Linked DNA regions of Pan troglodytes: region 1 is linked to region 2. Evidence: chromatin contacts called from public HiChIP or PLAC-seq data. All regions are on one chromosome and are shown on one strand. The core of a region is the stretch at or near the end of the contact, and the rest is flanking DNA. Distances in the headings are between cores, read along the strand shown. Region 1 holds the start of AGBL2 (AGBL carboxypeptidase 2). Region 2 holds the start of PSMC3 (proteasome 26S subunit, ATPase 3).

The links. HiChIP or PLAC-seq counts read pairs in DNA pulled down with a chosen protein or histone mark.
Region 1: a contact with region 2 is called in an H3K4me3 HiChIP or PLAC-seq map of stem cell-derived excitatory neurons, with 10 times the contacts expected there. The contact joins the promoter of AGBL2 here to the promoter of PSMC3 in region 2. A contact is called at or near these places in 1 of 7 Hi-C or Micro-C datasets (stem cell-derived neural progenitor cells) and 1 of 1 datasets of contacts at active chromatin or transcription factors (stem cell-derived excitatory neurons).

What each region holds. Positions count from the first base shown.
Region 1 is chr9:51,735,345-51,738,044 of NHGRI_mPanTro3-v2.0_pri, forward strand. It overlaps AGBL2 (AGBL carboxypeptidase 2), which reads right to left and starts at 1,381. Exons shown (of 15, transcript XM_063782949.1): 1 at 818-1,381; 2 at 593-725; 3 at 259-322. The coding sequence starts at 625. It overlaps FNBP4 (formin binding protein 4), which reads right to left. Exons shown (of 16, transcript XR_010147210.1): 16 at 2,496-2,700.
Region 2 is chr9:51,441,155-51,443,854 of NHGRI_mPanTro3-v2.0_pri, forward strand. It overlaps PSMC3 (proteasome 26S subunit, ATPase 3), which reads right to left and starts at 1,380. Exons shown (of 12, transcript XM_508413.8): 1 at 1,084-1,380; 2 at 746-829; 3 at 1-124. The coding sequence starts at 1,158.

The sequences.
Region 1 (2,700 bases), core at 131-2,630, 290 kb after region 2:
GTAAAGGATAGCCAAACAGACCAATGGAATAGAGAGCCCAGAGACAGACCTTTGTATTAAGTGATGCTGTCTACTTGACAGAGGTGACCCACAGATCAATGGGGAAAGGAAGTACTTTTCACTAATGGTAGAGGAAAAAGTATTTATTTGTCAATGCAAATTATTTATTAGTCTACCCAAGTGCAACCCTCCCAGCTAACGAAGCAATTTTCCTCTTGAGTCCAGGAAAGGTGATACTAGATAAGAACATGGTATTACCTTTAAAGTAGCCATAATATTGGAGGTGACGGTACATAAAGTCTTCATAAGGATCAGGAATAGTCTGTGAAAGGAAAGGCCACTTCAATCAAGATAATGTTTTCAAACCATAATAGACTCAACAAAAAGTACATGAGCGTTGTTGCATAGGACTAGACGAAACCAAGCGAGCTGCATTCCATGCGAATTATTCTATCGTGGGGATCAAGATCTCCAGCTGAGAAAAGATGCCACCAGAACATCCCTTCTCATCTAGTAGCAGATTTCTGTGGAGTTCCCGAAGAAATGGAGTTCCCCGAAGAAATTTCTGTGGCTTTCCGTGTTGTGTACCGACCTGCTTTAGGTGCGTTTCCAAAGCTGGGAACATGTTACTTCTGGATGGTAGGCTGAAAACTAGTCAGTGACATTAGCATCCAGTCGCAAACCCTGCCCAATTTCCAAATAGGCAGCTGATTACACAAGAGAAGCTACAAAGCCAGAAGAGGACAAGTGAAAAAACTGCCAGTACCTCCCGGGGCGCCCCCCCAGCTCCCTCTTGACTTCAGAAAACCCTGCCAACCCAGCTTCTCCTCAGCTAAACAAGGTGGTCACGCCGAGGCCAGAGGTGCATCTGAGACAGGGAGGGCAGCGTATCTTCCCGCTTCTTCTTCCCAAGGTGCTGGCCCCATGCTTCCCTTTCCCTGAGAAGGGAGATGCTCGCCACAGGAAAGTGAAAGAAATGGGTATGGGAGCACGCGACGAAGTCGTCTCGGTAGGTGCCGATGGAAAAAGGTCAGGGGGTTGGGAAAGTGGGCCCTAAAGATTGAATTTAGGGTTCAGAGGAACCTGGTCTGGGGCAGGTGGTGAGGGGGTTTCCTAAGGGTAGGAGCGGGGAAGGAGAGCAGAAACTTCCCAGGAGGGCAGAGCGATGGATGCGACCGCCTTCGCGCCCCGGCCCGTCCCAAGCAGCATGGATGGCTGCGGCAGAGAAGCTCCAGCGAGGCAGGCGGCCACCGCACTTAAGTACAGAGGCCAAGCAGTGTGCGGGCAAGGGGACAAACTCGCTGCACCCGCCCGCCACCGCCTTCTGTGAGGGCCCGGGTAGTCTAGCAACCGAAAGCAGGAAGCGGAGAAAGGGCGGGGCGGTCGGGCGCTTCCGGGGAGCTAGGCCTCGCCCCCAAGGAGGGAGCGGGGACCCCGGGAAGGTCTGCAACATGTATGGCGGGCAGCGGCTTTCTTCCCCTCATACATCACAGCCCCAACCTGGGAATCGAAACCGCATTGATGAGTACGATGCCAGTAGCCTTCAACATACTTCCAAGCTGGTTTGCTGTTGGCTTTAGATAATTGTTATGCATAATTTGCTCTAAGAGAGCTGCTGCTTCTCTCCTTTCACCTTAACATTCTCTCCACTGCACAGCTAGAAAGGAAAAATTACCTTCTAAACTGCAAATCTTAAGAAACAAAGCTAACAAATTCAAATCACACATTTTGATTAGGTTTAAAAAATCAGTTATATGCATAGAAATATACTCCAGGCCAGGCGCGGTGGCTGTCGCCTGTAATCCCAGAACTTTGGGAGGTCGGGAGTTGGAGACTAGCCTGACCAACATGGAAAACCCCATCTCTACTAAAAATACAAAATTAGCCGGGTGTGGTGGCGCATGCCTGTAATCCCAGCTACTCGGGAGGCTGAGGCAGGAGAATCACTTGAACCTGGGAGGCGGAGGTTGCGGTGAGCCGAGATCGTGCCATTCCACTCCAGCCTGAGCAACAAGAGCGAAATTCTGTCTCCAGAAAAAAAAAAAAAAAAAAAAAACAACCAACAACAAAAAAATAAATATACTACAATAAAATTCAAACACGTGTCTTTGGTTAACTATATATGAATATAACCGTATCTGTTACTTTTATCAGTGGGGGGAAAAAAGCTATAAAGCACCTTTTTTCTGAAATGTTAACCATATTACATCATTGCCAGGAATTAAGTAGGTCAAATATTATCTAATATGGCTATTAACCAATCTAGATATTATAGATAATATTAGACCCCAAAAGTTTGATCACACAGCACCATCTGGGACTAGAAGCCTGTTTGTCTAAACTGGCCCCACCACTCCCCATTCAAGATCTGCTGCTCATTTTCTTGAAAGCTGTTCTTAAATGTTTGCACCTTGCATTGTATATGCTTAGAAAAAAAAACAAGTATTGGTTACATAATCAGAATAACAGGAGTTGACGAGCAAAAGGATAACCCATCAGGATTATAAAAAAAGCTTTATTAGTGCATATATACAAATTTACAAGGTCAGAAACTGGAGAAATACAAAGAGCTTTAAAACACAATTTGCCGTTTCCTCAGTTTAAAGTGACTTTTACCTGATTGTGATACAACAGAAAGTACAGAACAGTAAACTGCTTTTTAAATACTGGAATTTTATGGAGAATACATTCACATAAAGA
Region 2 (2,700 bases), core at 130-2,629:
CGATGACGTTGGAGACAAGGTACGGCAGGGTCTTGTTCACTTTGATTTTCTCACTGTTCTCTTTTATCTTGTCCTTCATGGCTTGGAGCTCATGGGTGACTCTCAACACTTCACTCTTCATGATCTGAGATCAGGAGGGGAGGAGAAGCAAATATAAACCCTGGCACAGCTTATGCTAGAGCCCTGTAACTAGTGAGGTCCAGGGTGCCCAGGGGACCCTCCCGCATCCATTCATCCAGCTCTGAGGCTCTCTGAAGGCAGAGTCTGACTGTGTCCACATCCTGCAGAAGTCAAAAGAGGAGGCCAGTTTGGAAACCTCCTGGTGAAATAGTGGTAGTATTGGAATAAAAGCAGGCCTCCGAGAGAGGCAAATATAGGTTTTAGGTTCTGCCTCGTAGTAAGAACTGGGTGCTTTATCGCAGTACAAACCTCTCTGGGCCTGTCTCCTCATCTGTAAAATAGGCATTTTACTAAAAGAAGGATTCTTGAGAGGATTATTCCCAGTTCTCACTGGGAAAGGCAATCTGATAACCTCTCATCTCAGCCCAGGTCTCCCACCATCCCCTACCTGTCTTCTTGTCCCTTTTAAGGCTTAGTTTTCTTTCCTCTCTTCCTGATACGAGGGGGAAGCCCGAGCCCCATGTCTCCCCCAGGGTGCCCGAGAAGGAAGTAGGAGAGGCGACTCGGATCGCTGGGGCCTGTCCTGTAGGGGGCCCCATCGCCCGCACAGGAGCTGTGCGCCCACCTTGATCTCACTGTCCAGCAGCCGTGTGCGCTGGATGATCTCCTCCGTGGACATCTTGAGCACCTCCTCCCCAATTCCATCTTGCTGTAAAAAATTATTTGTTTATTTATATATTTACTTTTACTCAGAACAAGCATCCCTCGTTCTCCGAACCCACTCACAGCCTCAGTTTCCACGCCCATAAAACCAGGATGGAGTCAGGACCCCTGCCCACATCCCAAACAACCCCGTCCCCGGGATCGGGCCAGACCTTGACCCCCAGCCACCTCCTTCCCTCTTGTCAATGGCGTCTCCCTGCGGGCCCCGGTTCCCGGACCGCCAGCTCGCCCGGTGCCCACCTCGGCCTCATCCCACACGGTCGCCATCTTCTCCTGCCGAGTCACTGGACTCTCAAGATTCGGCAGCAGATTCATTTCCTGGAGGAGCGGGCAGAAGATGGGACCAGGCGGGAGCCGCAACGGGAGATTAATACCGTCTTTCTTAAAGCCTTCTCTTGACCAGTGGAAAACCTCTCCCCACAAATCCCGACTCTTGACCGGACCAGCTCCGGCCGTGCTGCGGAGCAGCGAATCTGCCTCTCCGATTCCAAAGACCAACCCCTGGCCACAGGCCCCGCCCCCGCGGCCCCCGAAACGTTCCCGCCCGCGTCCTATTTTTGCCGGGCGCGAGAGGTGGGGCCGCTATTGGCCGACACGCGCGTTGGGGGCGGGGCCTAGGTGTAAAACCGGAAAGGGAGGGAGAACGGTGGGATCCGCGAGGGCCTTTGGGAAATGTAGTCTTTAATCTGGCCGGTGACAGATGCTTGCGGAGGGGCGCGTTCAAACTCAGACTGTGACCCCGCTAGGAATAAGGGGATTTACACAATGACACTGCCTCCCAATTAATAAACGACATAGGCCAGCCGTGTGCAAAGGGCCAAAAAGGCATGCCACCTCAGTCCGCATTTTTACAATTATTTAAGTACAAGCTGGCCACCCGGAGTTACGGGAGGGAATCATTAACCAGCTTTAAAGAGAAATCGCTGCTGCTCCTAACGTCAGAGCAGGCTTCACGGAATTGTCCACGTGGGAAGAACTCAATTGACCATCAGCCTCTACGATTAAAAACATTATGACTCGGGCCGGGCGCGGTGGCTCACGCCTGTAATCCCAGCACTTTGGGAGGCCGAGGCGGGCGGATCACGAGGTCAGGAGATCGAGACCATCCTGGCTAACACGGTGAAACCCCGTCTCTACTAAAAATACAAAAAATTAGCCGGGCGTGGTGGCGGGCGCCCGTAGTCCCAGCTACTCCGGGCTGAGCCAGGAGAATGGCATGAACCTCGGAGGCGGAGCTTGCAGTGAGCCGTGATCGCGCCACTGCACTCCAGCCTGGGCGACAGAGCGAGACTCCGTCTCAAAAAAAATTATGTCTCGTATCTGCAATTGTTTGTTTTCTCTGCCCATGGTTAGTAATCTCAGTGAGCAGAGCGGGTCTCCGGATCATGGGAGACTCATTCGTTGTACCCTTGTCGGCTATTTTAAATGATCTCTCCTTATCTTTTGAGGTGAGCCCTGGAGCCCCTTTAAAGGGAACTTCATGTAAGCAACATAGCTTATATTTCAAGTCAAACCATCACAAACACTCTGTTAACCTGATGAAAATCTGTGCAATCGTTGCCTTTTTGTTTGTTTGTTTGCTTGTTTTTTGTTTTTTGAGACGGAGTCTCGCTCTGTCGCCCAGGCTGGAATGCAGTGGCGCGATCTCTCCCTACCGCAACCTCCGCCTCCCGGGTTCAATGGATTCTCCTGCCTCAGCCTCTCAAGTAGCTGGGATTACAGGCACCCACCACCACGCCCAACTAATTTTTGTATTTTTAATAGAGACAAGGTTTCACCATGTTGACCAGGCTGGTCTCAAACTCCTGGGCGTAAGTGATCTTCCTGCCTCAGCCTCCTAAAGTGTTGGTACTATAG